2 separate regions of the Anas platyrhynchos genome follow, and region 1 is linked to region 2. The links are chromatin contacts, called in public Hi-C maps. All regions are on one chromosome and are shown on one strand. The core of a region is the stretch at or near the end of the contact, and the rest is flanking DNA. Distances in the headings are between cores, read along the strand shown.

Region 1 (4,966 bases), core at 2,084-4,583, 49 kb before region 2:
ATAATTACGTTGTGTGCTGCTAGGCTCCAGGTGTTGGATGAAAACCACCTCTCCTCGGTGCCTGAAACCCTTCACATTTCCACCATTTCAAGCAGTGGGACCGGTGGTGCTTCACGTGGCTGCGCACAGGGGGGGGAGAACAAGCGTGCATAAGCAAGCCATAAAGCTGTTAAAACGGCCACACTCCATCCCGTAAACATTTTTCTATTTATCTGCCCTTCATTACATGCACAATCTTATTATCTCTGCACATCCTCAAAGCGACAGCCGTCAGGGTCACCCTATAAAATATACATCGGCGATGTTACATTTAATGACTGGAGCGAGGAGAGAAATGAAGGATGGGAGGGGAGGAATACTGCAGGATGCTTTAAAGGGATCATCAGTTCTATCTATGCATTTCCTGAGGTGATAATTGAATGACAGTGGCTGGAGGGAAATCCATTTTTGAGCTTAGGAAAAAGACTGTTAAGAAAAAAATGTTTTTGTACTGGCAGCACGTAATGGCTGCCGGAGAATGAAAAAGGCTCCTCCGACCACAGCCGTGCTGCTGCTTTATGGCTTCTGTGCGGGCTGAGAATTGCCAGGCACAAGGAGGGATTCAAAGCAACCCCAAAATAGGGACAGACACGGGTAATTTTATCTCCAACCAGCCTGCTTTCTGTTGTGGCTCGCGTGTCAACTCCCATTAATTCAAACCAAAGATCAATTTGCAAATGGGCAGTGCGTGCGTGCAAAGCGACAGCCAAAATGAAGGGACAGCAGCAGTCTGAAATCCCTGAATTTTCTTTTAGCAAGGTATTAAAAAAATAATTCTAATACTCAGCCAAGAACTCAATCCTCCTGCATCTCAGTGAGATATTCACGTGCTATTTTTGTGTCTTTTTTATTATTATTATTACTGCCCGATGATGATTGTACCCACAGAACCAAGCCATGCCATGATTTTTAGGTGTACTCATGGTGGTGGGCTACTTCACAGCAACCACCACCAATGTGTGTCTAAAAGGAAACCATTCCCAGCTCATTGTGCCCTCCGATCAATACCCTGCCCTACTGCAACACCCCACTGGATGCCTCAGGCTTACCTGAGTGCCCCTGCCACAGCCCAAGGGCCCCCAGAAAATATTGGGTTTGTGTCGGTTGGAATGAGAAAGGTTTTCTCTCCCCAGAATACAGGGAAATACCTTCACTCCCCAAGGGTTCCCTGCAGCTTCTCCCTACAGGTCAGACGGGTGAGCCCGATGACTTCTTTATGGTCCCCCAGGACCAGCCCCTTGGTCCCAGCTGGTACCTCCAGGCCTCCTGCACCTTACCTGGGTGAATTCACAACCACCAGGCTTAGAAACCAGCCTGCCCCTATTCCACGCTCCGTGACCAGACTCCGACATCACTCAGGTACAGTGCTTCCCCATGATGCAGACAGTTTTTCCCCTTATTTCTCCAGAGAACGTGTTTTTTGCCCCTAGATACAGAACACAGGTCGCTTGCACTGCCAGCCCCACTGCTCCCCTGGGCAGGCAGTGGTCACTGACAAGACACGAACCAGAAAAGCAAGGAAGCAAAACCAACCAAGGCAAAAAAAAAAAAAAAAAAATGGAATTCTGAACATTTGGTAAGATTTTCCTGTTTTAATAGTGCAAGAAGAGCTAAAGGTAAATAAAGCCTGAGCCGCTTGTGTTTCGGATGTCCCACTCTGTAATTCTGCTTTCATTTAAATACAGCAATGAGGATCCCCAGCAAGGCAACCCTGCCGCAGCAGCACGGTCTCGGAGGCTGCTGTCTGCACGCTGACCTGCATTCCACATCTCCGTGTAACAGATGTTTTAGGTTTCCCAAACACATCTGGGATGAATCACACAAGGCTGGGCTTGTCAAACGTGAGCGTTATCTCCTCTGACATACAGCTTCCTCCCTTTGCAGCTCGTGACCCATAGGGGAGCTGCTGAGTTTGGACGCTTTGCTGAAGTCATATTTAAACCGACGGCGTTCAGAAAATAACCAAAAAATGACACAGGAGGCAACAAATTACACAAAATAATCCTGCCTGCTAATGAGGGAAGTTGATATGCAATCACCTGGGAACAGAGGAATGTGCCTGCCCTTTTTTCCTGCAGCTATCCTCACGACGGGCTAGCCCACGGTGAGAACTGCCAGAGCCCCGATCCCAGGCTGCAGACAGCCCAAATCTGACCTCTTCATAAAAACCTCTGTTGCAGGATGCCTGACACCTGACCAAGCCAGGCACAGGAACACAGCCGCCCCTTTTACACCTGGAAAGCATCAAATCAACTGGCCTGGACCACCAAGCCTATCACCAAAAAACTTGATCCCGGCGCAGCGGTGCGAGGCGGGCAGGGTCCCGCTGTCTTCTTCGGGCTGAGCCAGGACAAAAGCACCAAACTTCTTGCAAACAAAAGCTCTCTCAGACAGACATCCCCGTCGTTAAGCTGTGATTTTAAGCAGGCTTGGTTTCTCTTGGATCTCATCCCTCAACAGCTGTTTTCCTTTTACTGCTCTCAAAGAACATTTCTCTGAATCAGTAGATTTTCTAGATTAAGTGCGGAGGGCTGGGGGGTACTCCAAGCGTTTTCCTGTTTATCAGAGCGATATGTGAGGAGATGAATCTTGAGGCAGGACATCAAACACGCACACAAAAAGGGCTGCCACATAAGCAGCTTATCTCTCGGTTATTGTTGCTCCTTCCAGTCTCAAATTCTTTCTTTCAAGAAAAAAAAAATCCTTAGCAAGTAAAACTTAACTAAAAGACAATGGTAAGAGCTGGAAAGCAATATTAAAAAGACCGATTCACTGCAGCTTACTGTAATTCCTATGCAGTGAGCTCAAAATTGAAAGAAATTGCTAATTCCTAACAGTTCTGCTCTGCCCCGCTGTCTCCAGTGAGCATTAAGCCTTGCTGCTCCCTTGGAAGGTGAATTGGATCCCGCCTTCACAACTAGGGATAACAAAAAAAGACCAAAACCCCAAAGCCATTAATTTGTGGTCTGACTTCGGGCTCTGACTCATGCGGCCTTGCAAATCACGCTAGGGTGAGTCCAGAGCTGAGATGTGGCTGCTGCCAGCCCCGTCCTCCCTGCACAGGGCCAGAGCTCCTCGCCCTCCTCCCCAGCACACCCCAACTGCAGGAAAACCCCCAAAAATCCTCCACTGCAGCACTGGGGCTGTGCCAACACGCCTCGGGAACCCCACGAGGCCCAGATCAGGCATCCCATTTCGCCATTTGTTCCCTGCTAACGTGTCTAACAGGCACAGCGTGGCGATGCTCGCCACTAGGCAGCGTGAGTGATCAGTTTAATTAGCGGCTTGTGTTCACACAGCAACCGAGGTGTCAGGAACCAGAGGAGAGGCACTTATAATTGAGAACTTCAAAAGAACAACAGCAACAAGGAGGTTATAACAATACTTGCTGGCCGCCTTCGAGAAAATGAAGCCTACTGGAATATATTGATTCCGACGCACGCTTTAGAAGGATGCTCGACTGGTAACTGGTAAGCTCTAGCCATGAAGTTTCCAAAATTGCTGGAGTATGAATCGGTGTAAGTTTACCAGAAGACAAACTATATGCTATAGCATTTAAAAAATGCCACCACCAACAAACAATACCCCCAACACACTACAGAAGCATCCTACATTTCTAACAAGTGCTGCCACTCAGTACACGTACCCTTAATTACAGGGTGCCACGCAAGAGGCTCCACTTAAAGACATGCTAGCGTTTCCAGCAGGAATCTGAAAAGGCATCACAGACAGAATTTAGGAACACCAGAAGAGAAGTACCAAGGTGGCAGCAGAACAAACTGCTGCTGCACTGAACCTGGTGGTAGCTGGGTTAGCTTAACAAGTTTCCCCCAAAAGAGTGCAAGAACAGACTTTTCTCCCCAAAACCAAACCCATGGCTCTGGACACAGCATTCAAAACAACGTCACCTCCTATGTGACTGAGCTGCATTTGCTTTATGTGCGTTGAGCACTGGGTTTATGACAGCCGAATATTCCACTATTAAAAAATCCTTCAGGAAGAGACCCAGCGACACAGCTCAGGGCCACGAAAGCTGCTGGTGGATGCTGAGCGTGCTGCCTCCACCGCACGTGCGAGCCGGACGAGGGGAAAGCCGCGCGGCTCCATGCTGGGGACACGTTCCCTTCTCTCCTTCCAGCTGGGGAAGATTTCCCTTTGTGAAGCAAGGCTGGGTTTTAGCAGCGCTTGGGCTCGGGGCCAAGCTCAGCGAACGACCACATGTATCGCCCAGGCTAATGCTTCCTGCAGACACCCAACACTTGCAGCTTCTGCGCAGGGTTTCCCCGCACGCTGCCCCTTCCCACGCAGCCCACGCTGCCACCACATGGCAAAGTGGTCTGGGAGCCCTCTGGCTCTTCGCTTTTGCTTTTTTTCTTTCCCTGGCCTCTCCAGTGCTTACAAAGCCTCTCCTGCTGCCAAGCGTTGGAACGATCTCTCAAAATCTTGAGTGCTTGATCTTCAACAGCACGGCCAGGGGACAGGCTGAGATCTCCCGTTTTACACGACCCGGGGAGAACTTGGTCACCCCAGAAGAGAAAGTGCACGGAAGGACGAGATGAAGTCAGTTCTCCCTTCGCAAGGCTTGTTAAACCATCCTCTGCTCTGCCTTTCTTCCCTGCCTGCAATCCCTCTGGCATCAGAAGGGGAGGGATGCCTGCACAACGAGGAGGCTGCAGGTCTCCTTGGCAGGGGCTGGGTGATGAGGGAAGGGAGATGAAGAGATGAAGAGATGCTACCCAGCCTGTTTAAGGACCACTGCTGTAACCTGCTGCTCCTGTCAGCTCCTCAGCAGCGCCAGATCACAGCAGCATGTCAGAGGAGTTCTCACTGGCGTGGCACTACCAGGATTCACGTGCTGGGCAATGCTGACAGGCAGGATTTGCTAGGAAGGAGAGGCACAGCTCTGCTCCACACAGGAAACTCCTCC
Region 2 (4,774 bases), core at 141-2,640:
CCCCTTTGTAAGGTGGAGGAAACCTGTATTTTGCCTCAAGGAACAACAAGTGTTGTTTTTTTTATCCTGGCTGCCCTATTGCCCAAACCTCTCAGCCTGCAGATAATCAGGCAGAGAAAGAAAGGACTGGGCTAACAGGCAACTCCGCTGGTTACCAGAAAATTTCCATGTTTCCAGGCTGCCAGAACTGCCCCAAACCACCAGATAACAGGAGCAGCAGCTTCTGACCAAGCGGTTGCATTCAAACCACAAAACCCATGAGCACAGACAGAAAGAAAAAGTCACGTAAAAGAAAACAAACAGAAGCGAAAACAAGAGAACTTGTCCGGTCTGGAGTCTCAAAAAAAACGTGACTTTGATCAAGGGACAAAATGCTTTTAAGTGCCAGGAACAGGATAATGCAGCAAAAGGAAAAATGTATTTGTGTGTAAGTGCCCGAGTTCAATCTGCTTCTTTCAATCTGGCTGATGGATCTTTCTCTGCTTATTGCTCTTGGTCATTTAATATATATAAGCACTTTATTGGCAAGCAACTTGAACGTATAAATAATAGCTAATGATGACTGCCTACGGTTTAATTAACTTCTGGTTGAACTTTTCAAGGTATTGCTATGAACACTAGATTACCGTCCTGTCACCTAGAGAATTATTGTTTTTAGCATTAACTCTGGCATCTCCATTTTGAACTGCTGTGACATAACGTGTACGTACGTTTGTTGCAGTTGTTTGCAAACTTGGAATCGGAAAATAAAGCAACTTCTGCATCGCTGGGCCGGATTTCAGATTAAAGAAAAATTCTCAATATGCACGTATCCAAAAAGCTCATTTATATTACAACAGTCATTAAACAACTCTAGATCACAGGAAAGCCTTATTAGCATAAAGTCTGCACATTACCACAAGGTTTCAAGTTTCCACCACAGCTTCTCAGCCGAGCTGCCATTTTCTGTCTGCGTGATGTTGCAAATAAATTCTCCTTTTGGCATGGCTCAGCTGTCAGGCACCTCTGCTCAGTAATGAACCCATGAATTACATCTTGCAGCTCTGACATCCCTGGTCTCGCTCATCAAAATATTGTTCTTCAACTGTAATTTATAACTTAATTTAAATGTCCCTTTTACTGTGACCTTTTTCGATCAGAACGGCATTGCATCTGGCAGCTTCTCCTTCGGCGAGGTATCCTTTCGCAATTACAGTCATTACGATCCCCGCTGAAAAGCCCGGCCGAGTGAGGCTGCATTCATGCTACAATATTAAATAATTGCAGTTCATTAAGAACGCTGCTAGATTCCAGAGCCCTTTTCTCCAAGGAAAAATTGCAACCGCACTGTAATAGAGCATTGCTCAACTGCTTTGAAACCTACCCAGAAAAGCCAATAAAAGCAGAAGGGATTTTCAGCCAGGCTGTGCTGTCGTGGGGACGTGGACGTGTCCGGCGTCCGTAGGACAGTGCTGGGAGCCCTCCAGGTCAAGTGCTGGCTCTTCCCCTGAACCATCGCCAGTCACAAACACATCGTGTCACTTGTCAGGGTGCAGAGATACGGAGCCTGCCCTGCCCAACACGAGGTAAATACCACCAGTACCGTGAGAGCATTTTAAGCCTCGAGTAATACAGTGGAGTCAGAAGACATTTTTCACTGCTGTCAAGCGGGATGCTGCAGTGAATTGGAAAAGAGGCTGGAATTTGCCTGGTACCACACAGAAAAGGTTTACATAACGCCCCCATTTAAGCTCTATTTATTGTAATCTACGCAGGCCTCAGAACAGTGATTATTAGCAAGGGATTTGCTCCTCTCACTGAAGCCGGCAACGGTGGAGATAGACAGCGGCTCTGTAAAACTGCAGCCTGCTTAACAAGGTAGAAAATAGAGAGGAGAGAGAAGAAGACAAGGAAAATGAAAAGAGAAGAGAGAATTACTGCCACGTGGCTCGAGTAGCTAGTTCTTGTGGCGTAATTACGCTAATCCAGATAGCTAATTTAATATGAAATGTAATTCAGCCGGCCGCTTTCGGGAGCGCAGCCGAGCGGCTTCAGTTTGAAGCAAGCACTCCTGGCAGCCCTGGCCGGTCGCTAGCAGGGGGATTTGTCTCTGCTGCTGTGCAAGTGCCCAGCAAACACTGCACTGGGTGAAAGAGCAAAGCCTATTTCCAAACATGTAGCCTTCTTTAAAGTGCTCATTCCCCGAAATGGCAACGTCTGATTTTTATCAGCCATGCCCAGTGCCCAACAAGAGGCTGGCCCCAAATGCTCCTTAATGCCATCGATCCACCCCCCTGTTTTGTTTTTTTTTTTTAATTGTAACTCCTCCCCACCTGCTGCACACACACTGAATGATCTGGATCAGAGAAAAAAAAAAAAAACACTGCCCTTTTGGACAAGGAAACTATTTTGCTGGGCTCCCTCTGGTGCCCAAGGACAACAAAACCTTGAAGCAATCAAGAACCCAAGCTATCCAACAAAAAGCCTCTGCCTGACAGCCTTGTTTTGCCAACGAGCTGGCTGGTGAGCTGTGATTTATAACTAGTTGTCTAACAGCTTGGCCTGCAACAAAATTTGAAACTAACAGAAAAAGTTCAGGAGGTGACAGAAATCAATACAGCTGCTTCAGAAGAAAATTATTGCTAGCTCTGGTTTTTAAATATCTGATTTGTGGCATCTGTCAGCTTGGAAAATACAGAAATCAGCCCTCGCTACTTTGGAAAAAAGTAAAAAAAATTAAAATGCAGCAACTTCCATCTTTTACCCCTAGTTCTCATCTATTTTAAGCTTCTATATAGCTCTAATTGCTACAGAGTGATCTAGATGCTAATGATGCAGATTAAAGAGCCAGATGCTTGTGTTGCATCCCCTTGTCACACAGGGTGCTGCCGGGCCACCACGAACAGCTCAAGGCACGGATGCAAAACGCAGAACAGCAGAGGGAGCTCCCTGGGGCAGCTCCTTCGTGGGTCAGCACAACTGCATTGCTAGCACTGAACAAGGGCAAGACCCTGCAAGTTACCTGCAGAAGTAGCACCATTAAATGCGAGAGCATTTTAAAGAAATACTTTCAAGAATTTGACCATTTGATATATCCCAGAATGATTTCTGGAAGTACCCACGACAGTCATTTTTACAGCCCTTTCAGTAGTTTCTTTTGAACGATCTCCTGACTCATCTTACAAATAAAGCACAGAAGTAGTGTGTTTTTTTTTTCTTCCCCCAAGAGCAAGGATAAGGATGAGTGAAAATTCAAAGTGGCAAAACTGTCTCATGGACTCGAAGTGGCTTCATTCTCCGACACGCCCAGGCAGACAGCGATGGCCCCTGAAGTGCTGCGCTACCTCATTTGAACCATGAGAGTAGCTGTTAATGAAGACTCATCCAAAAGGAAAACTAGTAATAATAAGAAATGCTAACATATATTTAAATAATTTTTAATGCTTTCAACCCTGTCTGTAGTTAATGAACAAGAAAATCTTGTCCAAGGGCAAGTTAAAACAGGGAGTAATTTGTCTGGGTGACATGTTACTTAGAGCTGAATTTCCTTAAACTGATATTACGCTGTCACATTTGTCACTCATAATGACGTGCTCCCGTGTAACAGTGTTACGAGAAGTCAGAACAACGCTATTAGTAAGGAGAGATTTGTACAGTATTAGCATATGACTTTTTCCTCTTCCTTCCGTGCAGCAGTACGCTAGCTTAAGCGGTATTATCTTCTGTTGTAGCATCAAACGCTTCCTTTGATGGTTCAGATCTGCAGGATCTTCCAATTCCTGTAACACCTCATCGCATTAAGACATTTAAAAGTCATTCCTTCCAGCCTCTGGATACCCAGATCCTAGGTATGACGTCCCAATAGCCTCAGAAGTTTTTGCCTACTTGTCTAGGGAAAATGAAGCCATGATTTAGGGAAGATGAAGTCATGGTTTCAGTGCAGTTCTGGCATTACCCTTGTGGTGAGATGAGGACAGGGGAAGAAATCCCTAGCGACTCCTTCCTACTCACAGCTCTGCCTCAGGGAGCTTCTGCAAAACTTCCCATCGAGCTCCCTGGGACACCAGCCACTCTCACACATTCTTCTAATGATGTTCTTTAACCTGTTCTTTAATGCCTCACATGATGTGAGAGTTGAGAGCAAAACCCAACATCATTTCTGCTTCTGAGGCCCTTTTATAGGAATATTTTAACTTCTATGACTTTTTTTTTCTTATGGCAATACAAAATCACACGGGAAAACCTTACCCTGAGTTGCCTGACACGGCAAGCCACAGGACAATAACCTGCTTAAGTGTTTTGACACCGTTTGCTCGCTGAAGAGTGGACAAGAAGGACGTTCTCCGTAACCAAACACAGGGTCGTGCCTCCAAAGAGTTCTCAGTCCCACAATGAAGGAATACCCGAGTGCTGAGTTTCCTAAGAGGAGTGCTGCATAACGTGATGACAGATTTGGAACCTCTACAGCTATACAGGAGAACAAGGGCACGCATGTAGGAATATAAATGCAGTTTCACCTGCTTGTCTGAACACGCACCAATTTGACCCTGCCACGTTTCAGTGCAGGATTTATTGTCATCTGAAAACCAGAACTCTTCCCCCCGCTGCTCCACGTATGTATTACAGATGGGCCAGGCTACACACCAACGCACGTGTTACGAAGAAATTTATCCACATGTAAAACTTACTGGCACCACAACTGGCCATTTTTAAAAATAATTCCTCGGGATTTTTTTCTTCCTTCTATGGAAGAGAAGAAAGCAGCGTGTCGGATGCCTTCCCACACTGAACATGT

Evidence for each region. Hi-C and Micro-C count contacts between places; a contact is called where the count stands out from the background.
Region 1: a Hi-C map of liver shows a contact between it and region 2, with 1.5 times the contacts expected there. The contact joins two enhancer-like sites. A contact is called at or near these places in 2 of 8 Hi-C or Micro-C datasets (liver and skeletal muscle).

The regions. Positions count from the first base shown.
Region 1 is chr22:2,620,693-2,625,658 of IASCAAS_PekinDuck_T2T, reverse strand. The region is part of intron 11 of RERE (arginine-glutamic acid dipeptide repeats); the gene reads right to left. Among named protein-coding and RNA genes, the nearest start is that of SAMD11, 30 kb to the left of the region's middle. Within about 2 kb of position 3,333, at least 6 of the 8 cell types and tissues checked have an H3K27ac peak or open chromatin away from gene starts, as enhancers often do.
Region 2 is chr22:2,569,682-2,574,455 of IASCAAS_PekinDuck_T2T, reverse strand. The region is part of intron 9 of RERE (arginine-glutamic acid dipeptide repeats); the gene reads right to left. Among named protein-coding and RNA genes, the nearest start is that of SAMD11, 81 kb to the left of the region's middle. Within about 2 kb of position 1,390, at least 1 of the 8 cell types and tissues checked has an H3K27ac peak or open chromatin away from gene starts, as enhancers often do.